Linked DNA regions of Mus musculus: all the other regions are linked to region 2. The links are chromatin contacts, called in public Hi-C and HiChIP or PLAC-seq maps. All regions are on one chromosome and are shown on one strand. Each heading gives the region's core, a stretch centred on a gene start, on an enhancer-like site or on the middle of the called end of the contact. The rest is flanking DNA. Distances are from core to core; before and after follow the strand shown.

The links. Hi-C and Micro-C count contacts between places; a contact is called where the count stands out from the background. HiChIP or PLAC-seq counts read pairs in DNA pulled down with a chosen protein or histone mark.
Region 1: a contact with region 2 is called in a Hi-C map of bone marrow-derived macrophages, with 35 read pairs. The contact joins two enhancer-like sites. A contact is called at or near these places in 1 of 15 datasets of contacts at CTCF or cohesin (the NIH/3T3 cell line), 1 of 484 Hi-C or Micro-C datasets (bone marrow-derived macrophages), 7 of 115 datasets of contacts at active chromatin or transcription factors (the 230-238 cell line, bone marrow-derived macrophages, embryonic stem cells and 3 more) and 1 of 9 other capture datasets (bone marrow-derived macrophages).
Region 3: an H3K27ac HiChIP or PLAC-seq map of acute myeloid leukemia shows a contact between it and region 2, with 8 times the contacts expected there. The contact joins two enhancer-like sites. A contact is called at or near these places in 1 of 484 Hi-C or Micro-C datasets (bone marrow-derived macrophages), 15 of 115 datasets of contacts at active chromatin or transcription factors (T-cell acute lymphoblastic leukemia, acute myeloid leukemia, bone marrow-derived macrophages and 8 more) and 1 of 9 other capture datasets (embryonic stem cells).

The regions. Positions count from the first base shown.
Region 1 is chr11:22,670,366-22,673,561 of GRCm38.p6, reverse strand. No RefSeq gene overlaps it. Among named protein-coding and RNA genes, the nearest start is that of Gm40816, 18 kb to the right of the region's middle. Within about 2 kb of position 1,546, at least 58 of the 459 cell types and tissues checked have an H3K27ac peak or open chromatin away from gene starts, as enhancers often do. A contact at or near this core is called in bone marrow-derived macrophages, where this site is marked.
Region 2 is chr11:22,927,132-22,930,275 of GRCm38.p6, reverse strand. All of the region lies in intron 2 of Commd1 (COMM domain containing 1), which reads left to right. Among named protein-coding and RNA genes, the nearest start is that of Zrsr1, 43 kb to the left of the region's middle. Within about 2 kb of position 1,280, at least 61 of the 459 cell types and tissues checked have an H3K27ac peak or open chromatin away from gene starts, as enhancers often do. A contact at or near this core is called in acute myeloid leukemia, bone marrow-derived macrophages and regulatory T cells, where this site is marked.
Region 3 is chr11:22,631,295-22,634,427 of GRCm38.p6, reverse strand. No RefSeq gene overlaps it. Among named protein-coding and RNA genes, the nearest start is that of Gm12052, 21 kb to the right of the region's middle. Within about 2 kb of position 1,872, at least 145 of the 459 cell types and tissues checked have an H3K27ac peak or open chromatin away from gene starts, as enhancers often do. A contact at or near this core is called in acute myeloid leukemia, bone marrow-derived macrophages and regulatory T cells, where this site is marked.

The sequences.
Region 1 (3,196 bases), core at 297-2,796, 260 kb after region 2:
GGTAAGAGCACCCGACTGCTCTTCCAAAGGTTGGAAGTTCAAATCCCAGCAACCACATGGTGGCTCACAACCATCCAACCAACAAGATCTGACTCCCTCTTCTGAAGTGTCTGAGGACAGCTACAGTGTACTTACATATAATAAATAAATAAATAAATAAATAAATAAAAAAAAGAAAAGATGACTACACATAGCACACACAGTTGACAACAGTGTAGGGTAGAAACTCATCAGCTTCCATGGGGAACTAGGAGACAACTGGACCTGTGAGAAGAAAGCAGAATGTTCATTTTGCTACCTGCTTGCCATCTGCTTTCAGTGAATGCATGAAATAACATTAAAATTATTATGGTGTGTGTGTGTGTATACATGTGTGTTGAAGGCCAACATGATCTTTACTTTTTGCCCTCTATTACAGTGAAGGAAGTGTTCTTGCTTTTATCCAACCCATGCATCAGACCTCTATCTCTGGTCTATCCACAGGCTCGTCTCCCTCTGCTCTCTGAACCAGGTGCTACTGTGGGCACCTAAGTCATCACATAGGGTCAGGGGTTGAACTCGGGTTGTTAGCCTTTATCTGTTAGGCTATCTTGCAGGCCCAAGTAACATTTAACTTTTTTTTTTTTTTTTTTTTTTTTTTTTTTTTTTTTTTTTTTTTTTGAGGCAAGATCTCACTATATAGTTCTTGTTGGCCTGGAGCTTGCTATGCAGAGCAGCCTGGTCTTGAACTCAAGAGAGATCTGCCTGCCATCTTCCTAGTGCTGAGATTAAAGGTGTATACCACTAGAAACAGCACCTCCCCTCCCCAGGAAATTCTTATAGAGATGTGTCCTTGGCGTGTAGAAGTTAACATAAAGAGAGCATGCATAATCTAGAGGTCGTGGCAGCAGATGTGTAGAATATGCCCTCTGTGTGTCTAAATAGGTGTGGCCACAGAGACCATAAGCTCCCAATGGCAGGTGTATTAGAAAAGATGAAATGTAACTGACAATTCTAGGACTTAGATTCTGAACCTTGGAAAACATAACTCGCAAAGTTTCATTTGAAATAAATTGATTTCTTGTGGATTTTCAAGAATAATTTTCTGTACATTTAATATTAGCCTTTTTGACACAAAATAGTGAATACAGACAGTATTTTCCAAGAAGGATCGCAGGCTGCCAGCAGGTACTGTTTTTATAGTTCCTGCTGAGTCCCCTGTGCTCCACATTTGTGGATAGCCTGCCACCTGCCTCTAATACTGTGTTACTATGACAACCTGCCTGGTGATTCTGTCCCTGGGAGACATGTGATCCTCAGGCCTGTGGCAGAGCCTATAGGCTGCACCCACTAGGCCCTCATTTAGGCTTGGATTCTATTTATTTTTAGTGCTAGGGCTTTTTCCCATTTTCCCATTAAAGTACAGAAAGAATAGAAGAGATGTGTTTCCTGTTGATAGAGGAAGAGAACACAAAGAGGAACTAAAAATAAGCACATATCAGCTATATGCACTGGATGCCTTTCCTATGGGAAAAACTGGCTTGAAGGAAGCAACAGAGAACTTGGTCATGTGGCTGTGTTCTCAGGGACGTGGCATAAGACATCCCCTTGGTTGGGGACCAAGAAACGTGTGCTCAACCTCCTGTTGTGAGTGTGCTGGCTGCTTTTATGTAACAGTAAAGCTAATGCTGGACTAGACTCAAGTTATACAGGCTCTGACGCATTCTGCTGACCTGGGGGCCATCTGGCTTCTTCAGGGATTGAGTGTGACTGGGTAAAGTTGTTAATACGTGTAGTGGCACCTGCATTTGAGGGAGTTTTCTGCCACAACAGTGTGAAGCCTCCCACAGGGAAAGGTCTTCATGGATCACACATTTACATTGTATCAGCTCTCGGTGAGGTCTGCTCACCGCATCAGCTGGCATTTCACAGCACCAGAACCAGCGTTTTGACTTTTGATGCTGCGGAGTCACAGTAATCCTTCACTGATGCATCATGTTCCTTATGTTTCTGTTTATCACCAAGGATCTTATTTTAATTTGTGTGGGTGACTTCCAATCAATCAGCTCTAGTGTAGTCCAGAAGAGAACATGTAATCTAATAAAAACTTGGCTAACTGATACTAGCCATTTGTCTTGTCATGATTACATTGTGATTTTCCCAATTAAATATTTATTCAGAGAAGTCAAATCAATAAGACTGTGGATTTGATCTAAGAGATTAAGCACATCTATTGTTCTCCATAAAAAAATTTCTATTTGCTATTACACGTCTTTTGTTTGATCTAAGAAGCCCCCAATTATTCTCTTCCACAAGCTTTGAAAGCAAATAACTTAAAATTAATTATAATCATATCATTGATAGTAATATGCATCCTTGGGTTCTCAGTTGATAAAATTACTTTAATTCAATTATTTCCCTTCCATTTTATTTTTCCACTCATCAACAGCAGTCCTAGAAATTCTTCACCCTTTATGTCTTTATGAAACAGACTCAAGCAACACATAGGAATGTATTTAGTTTCAGACAAAGTTCCATGTCTCTCCTACAATTCAACTACAGATCTTTTTGATCTCCTGTGTTTGATCCTCATTCTTTCTCTACTAGTATTCTTTCCTGCACCCAGGAGAGCCAGGCGGTCTTGAGAAATCCCCTTCACATGCTACCCCACGGTAGGCTATGTCATCATTGCCTAAGCATTTTTGCCCTTATATTTCCTATTAATATCCTACCATCTTACCATCTCACCTACCTCGTGTTTCCAGACACTTCTGATATTCTGACTGCTCAGCCAATGCCTGGCCTGATGCCTAGCAGGTGATCGCCACCCTGACATGGATAGAGGCCAGTCATCAAACTGACCTTCATCGCCAGTGGACACATTGCCTCAGCCTTCTGCTTCCCCCTGTTTCCATCCTAATTCTTCTTCTAAATTCTCTAAAATACCTAATTGATGATCCCTCATAGCACAGCAAACACATGGGTCTTGTAAGCCAAAAAACGGAGACTCAGTCTTGCTGGGACAAACAGGAGAAGCATCAATCCTGCCATCAGAACCCAAGCTGATATTCTAGTTTAAACCAGTTCCTGATTTCTGTTCTTGAGATCCATATTTATTTCTTTTTTAAAAAAAAATATTTGCCGGGCATAGTGGCACATGCCTTTAGTCCCAGCACTTGGGAGGCAGAGGCAGGTGGATTTCTGAGTTCGAGGCCAG
Region 2 (3,144 bases), core at 31-2,530:
TGAAGCTTGAGCATCACAGACCCCCCCACAGTGACAAACTTCCTCTAACAAGGCCAGTAGTCCTACAAGGCCACACCTCCTGGTAGTGACACTCCCTGTGGGCCAAGCATTCAAACACTTTGAGTCTTTGGGGGCTGTTCCTATTCAAACACCACACCATTTAAAAAGTGTTCTGCCTGGCAGTGGTGGCGCACACCTTCAATCCCAGCTCCTGGGAGGCAGAGGCAGGTGGATTTCTGAGTTCGAGGTCAGCCTGGTCTACAGTGTGAGTTCCAGGACAGAACTACACAAAGAAACCCTGTCTTGGGGGAAAGTGTTCTCCCCTTGAAAGCTTTAAAATATTCTGATCATAAAGAGACACTTGTTTTGAGTATCTATATTAGTTGCAGGTGGCTTCCAATTTGTTCTGAAAGAAAAGGTGGAAAGTCAGACTGAGCTGCAAGCAGCTGGTTCCAGTGTGACACGCCTCTTTTCTGTCATCAGTATGTCATCTGGATACACTAAGGGTGCTAGTGCAGCCTGTACAGGGATAGATCTGACTTGACAGGGGCAAAGAAATAAAAGACAAACATACAGACAAGCTGGTAGTAGGTGGACTGAGCTCTCTGTTGGGAAACTGTATCCCAGAAGCTCAGTGTTTTGTTATGTAGAGTTAGAAAGGGAGGTGGGTTTACATAGATAAACAAGGAGGCAGGTTTATAGAATACATCTGGATCAGGAGACAGGCTTAGCTAATCTTGGTAGGAGCAGTCTCTTTAGGAGAAAAGTCTTTGGGCCATAAATATAGGGTCTGGGGAGCTATTGGTGGGCATTTCCTGCAGACACCTTCAATTTCCGTACTCAGACCCTTCAGGAAGGCTTTAGCATTTTCCTGAGCTGGGGCAGGATGGGGTTTGCCATTTGAGTCTGAGGCTAGGGTCCTTGATGTGTGGTCTTGCTGGTGTCAAGAGCACACATTCAATCACTCAGGACTTCTGCAGGGAGTGATGCACAGGGAACAAGGAGCCCAGTGGGAAGAGCTGATCCTCAAGTGCCATGTTGTTACAAATCATACTATTTCTCCAAAATTCAGCTTTTTGAGAGCGTTACTTGGTATTGTATCAGTGTATCAGTGGAGAAAAGAACTGTTTCAATATCAGAGTAGTTTGTCAAAGTCAAATTTACTTTAATTAGCCTTGAGTTCCTCAATGTATTGGTGACCGTCCTGCTCTGTGACAGAGTACCGGAAAGAAGGAACTTGAGGGTGGGAAGGTTTGACTCACAGCTTGTCAGTGCAAGGAAAGAGTGGTGGAGGCAGCGGGGCACGTTGCACCCACGGTCAGGAAGCAGAAAGCAGTGAACACTCACTGTCTTAGGTTTCTGGTGCTGTGATAAAGCACCATGACCGAAAGCAACTTGGGGAGCAAAGGTTTATTTCATTTCTCATATTCTGAAGGAAATCGGGTTGGGAAGTCAAGGCAGCAAGAACCTAAACAAAAGTCCCAGGGCACTGCTGCTGCCTGGCTTGCTCCCCAAGGCTTCCTCAGCCTGCTTTTGCCAGAAGCCCAGGAGTGGCTCCACTCACAATGGGCTCTGCCCTCCCCATTAATCACTAAGTAAAAAAATGTCCTACCGAACCTGTCCACAGGCCAGTCTTTGGGGACATTTTTTTTTTCAGCTGTGTAAAGCTGATATAAAACTTGCCAGCACACATTGTCAGCTCACTTTTTACAGTAGCCTGCTCCTCCTGCTCACCATGGTGCTGGCCACACTTAGGGTGGATCCTCCCACCTCAATGAATGGAACCTAGAAAGTGCCCCACAGTCATGCCCAGAGTTTTGTTTCCAGTGCAGTTGTCAATCAAGGTAGACCATCACACGCAGGGTCCCTGACAAGGCTGCTACTCTGTCAGGGCCTCAGTGGGTGTTTTCTACATCAGGGTGTGTATGGAACAGACTTCAGGGATTTGACTTTGAGATAAAAGTCAACATTCTTTGTACAACCTTTAAATTAATAGCACAAATGCTTGTTTGTTAGCTAAATATTTTCCTCATCTGTGATAAATCTACGTATGAATTTTGTTAGAAGAGGACAAAGGAGCCAGCCCAAAGCAAACAGGAAGAGGGACCACTGCCTCCTGGGAGCCTCAGCCAAGTTTAGCATTGTGGGCTGCAGCTGTGCTTCTTACGTCCCAGACCCTGCCCCACAGGGTTTGGTTGTTTTTGTTTTTGTTTTGGGGTGTTATTTTTTGTTTTGTTTTGTTTTTTTGTTTTTTTGTTTTTTTTTTTGTCTTCAAGGGTTGATTGCAATTTTTCAAAGTTTAACAAGGATCTATAAGCCTCAATCTTACTATAGCAAAAGGCACAATCAGTGAGAACAAATTGATTTTAGAATCCCAAGTGAAATTTCTTGCTTTGAGCAAGAATGACTTACTACTGTCAGTGGTAAGGCATCAAAATTGGCTTACCAATAGGGGGAACGTGTTCCAACATTTTATGCTTTGTTTCCTGATGTGTTTATAAAAAGATAAAGAGAGAGAATATGTTCTGTGGGCGTGTAGTGAGGTATGGGGGGAGGGGATATCTCAGTGGGTCCATGCCAAGGCATCCCTTACCCCTGAGGGACCAGACACACAGCGGTATAATGTAGTATAGAATAGAGTTTATTCAGGACATGGGAAGGGGAGTTAAGAGGGTAGTAGAGGCAGAGAAAAGCAGAGAGAGAGAGAGAGACAGTAGAGAAGTAGAGGCCAGCAGTGAGCACATGGAGAAAGAGGGGGGAAGAGAGGATGGGAAGGGAAGAACTAGGGAGCAAGAGCCCCAGAGAGCAAGAAAGGAACAAGAGAGGGAGGAGGGGCAAGCAGCCCCTTTTATAGTGGGTCAGGCCTACCTGGTTGTTGCCAGGTAACTGTGGGGGTGGAGTTTAGACAGAATGCTAATATTCCCCACCACCACGCTTTTTTTGTTTGTTTTTTTGTTGTGGGTTTTTTTTTTTTTTTTTTTTTTTTTTTTTTTTGAGACAGGGTTTCTCTGTGTAACCCTGGCTGTCCTGGAACTTACTCTGTAGACCAGGCTGGCCTCGAACCCAGAAATCCACCTGCCTCTGCCTCCCAAGAGCTGGGATTAAAGGCATGCGCCACCACTGCTGGGCTTCACACTTTGTTTT
Region 3 (3,133 bases), core at 623-3,122, 300 kb after region 2:
TGTATATTATATGTATATTTCTGCCCCTACCCCGCCCCCGTCCCCAGAGTCCATTGTGATTCATTAGTTGTTTTAGGTCTCTATGAGCACAACTGGGGAGTTATTTACTTGAGCAAGGGCTGACTGGTGACACTGTAGGATTAATCCCAGCACCAGGGTGACTGGTGGCACTGTAGGATTAATCCCAGCACCAGGGTGATACTGCTGAGGGTCGTGACCCTCTTTCTTTCAGTGACCCCATTAAGTCCCATTAGCTCCGTAGGAAGGGGTGGGGCTTTATCAGTGTCATGGCCATCCAAGCTGGGATGCCAGCATGATGATCTGGTGAAGGAGACAGCCACAGCTGCTCTGACTTCATGGGTATAGCAGGTGCGTCCTGCCCAGAGCACGCCTTTTCACAGTGCACCTCTGGATCTTAGGCCACGTGCGCCCCTGCAGCCCCTCTTTACTACTTTGTAGGCATTTTCTCACCTTTATCATACCCCTCACTCCAGCTCACCCCATCACTAAATAGGAGAGAAGAAGGATAGAGGACACAGAGAGAGAGATTCCAGAATTTAATTTTTTTCCTTTTGTTTCTTCTTTGAGCACGACTATTAACAAACTAAACAACTGACAAGCCCTAGCATTTATCTACCCTCTAAAAAGTCCCCAGAATTCCAAATGTCACACAATCACAAAAAGTATCTGCAGCTGGCAAAACCATGCCTCTGCTAGAGCATGGGGCACATCGCAGTCAGATGCTGCCCCATATCACTAGGGATTAAAACAAAAAAAGAATATTATATTCTATTATATTTTTAATATTATATTTTTAAAAAGAATATTATATTCTTATAATATTTCTGGGATTGTAAAAGAAACCAAAATTGCAGAATTCTCAGTACCTACTCCCTCTTCTGCAATGTCCCTGCAGCCTTAGGAGAGGGGGTTAGTTGAGTCTGTGGTAACCATTGCCCACTGCAGACAAACATCAGAGACACTTCTTTGGTGACAACTAAAAGGCTACTATTAGCATCTAGGGATTAGAAGCCAGAGATGTGGCTTCTTAAAGCATCCAGAAGCACCCGGCACTGCCTAACGACTGGGTAGTACTTGGTCTGAAGTGCCCACAGAGAAGCTGAGCTGGACCTGCTCACAGCATCCTCCTGGCCATTTGCTTCCTGTAAGAGTGTTTGTTAGTCTTGAGTCCTGGGGGCGGGGTGTGGGGTGCACATCCTCACTGAGGAGGACACACAGAACAGTCTGTGCTGCATCCATAAATTCTTGGAAATACCACAAGAATGCTGCAGCACGAACAGCGCTCACTGGCATTGTTTTGCAACAGGCTTGGTGCTGAGCACTTTACATATTTTTATCTTGTCATTTTCATAAGTCAGACTTTGAGCTATTAATTACCCATATTTTATAGACTGGGGAATGGAAGCATGACAGATCTCCTGAAGTCACGGAGCTCTTAAATGGAGGCTGGGCTTCTAGCATGCCCAAACACTGAGACACATTCAAGCAAAATAAGAAAGGTAAGTTCTCAGGAAGAGCTAGCTCCAAGCCTACTCTAGACCCGCCTGTGCTCTTATCTGGGGACATGGGCATTTGAGCCCCTCTCCCCATGGCACCATGGCAGCCGAGTGTCTGAGAGCCAGCAAAGAATGTCTTGACATTTTTCAAGGTGGAAAAGAGTAGAGAGAAGAGAGAAGGGTGTTCATGTCAGTACAAAGACAGCTGGGGTAGAGACAGGCAGCAGAATGAGGACTTTATATTATTTATTATGGCAAAGAATGGCAGGCTTGTGTCTAAGCCATAAATACCCTCCTTTGATCTGTGCACATCAGAGCTAAGTGAGTCACTCTTGGGCCTCAGGAATTGATGACTGTCCTAATCATCACCCTGAATGACCTTCTAGTCAAGCACTGCTCATGCTCCCTGCAGTGACTGTGTCTGGGTTAGACTGGGCCTTGGAAGAGGGGAGGTGAGCCTGAAGTGGGGGAGCACCCACAATTCCTGTGGGTGTGACTTATTTTCCTTTCCCAATCTCTGTTTGGAGATGGTTACTGGTTTCCATTCCTGAGACCAGCAAATGGCTAGAACCAGACCACAGCCTTCAAACCCAGGAAGTCAGAGCTCTGCTGTGATCCAGGAAATGGAAGCCCCCCAATTGTTCGGTTTGAGCAGGGTTATCAGGTTAGCAAAATCTTTAATGTTCCTTTTGTCCTCTTGTTTTAGTAACCCTGCTTCACCCCTGGAAACTTGTTCCCCAATTACAAAATACCATCAGTGCCGCCCACAGCCTCAAAGGCATCACATGATTCTTTTCATAAGGCCAGTAGACAAAGGCCAGAGAACCTCTCTGTTGATGGTTTCTCAGAGTCAGACCGAAGGATAGGTAGGGGCTGCTGAGATGGTGCTATTAGGAACTCAGAGTGGATGTCAGGGGCTGTGGTGGGGTGGTGGGGAGGAGAGGGAGTGCATTCCTAAAGGTCCCTGCACTGCCTTTCAGCCTGGGAACAGCAGGACTCTGGGCTTTGGGCCAGAGAGAAGATGGAGCTAAGGGATCCAGACAGGTGTCGAGCAATGTATTCTGCTCGGTGTCTTTTCTTCCAGAGCTTCAGAAAAGACTTACTTTTACAGTATTAGGAGGAAGGAAGAGAGAAAAAGGAGGAGGGGAAGGAGGGTGGAGAATTTTCTGATACCAGCCGGCTTTCCAGAGAAAATACACTGAGCAATGGTGCCATCCTGTGGCTATATGCAGGAATTGCAAACCCCCCCCCCCCCCAATTTTAACTGAAAGTTCAAGAAAACAAGCAAGTAGTTCCTGCTTTTACACTAGGCGATTATAAGTTCATTCTTGGTATATTCATTCACATAACTATCTAAGGGAAATAACTAGTGTTTGGTACGTGAGTCAATACTAAATGTAAGATTCCTTCACACATTCAGTAAATATTTACTAGTCTTTATGATGTGAATGCATTTTTCTAAAACCCTTGGACCCAACTGTAAGTAAAAATATACATTCTTGCACTTGACATCTTAGCTGGAGGGGAAAATATTCTTACCAGAGTTTTTTGGGTCACAGCCTGGCAGTCCAGCAACCTAGGCGTGGTCATCTCCCTCCCCTCTCAATAGGCCAATC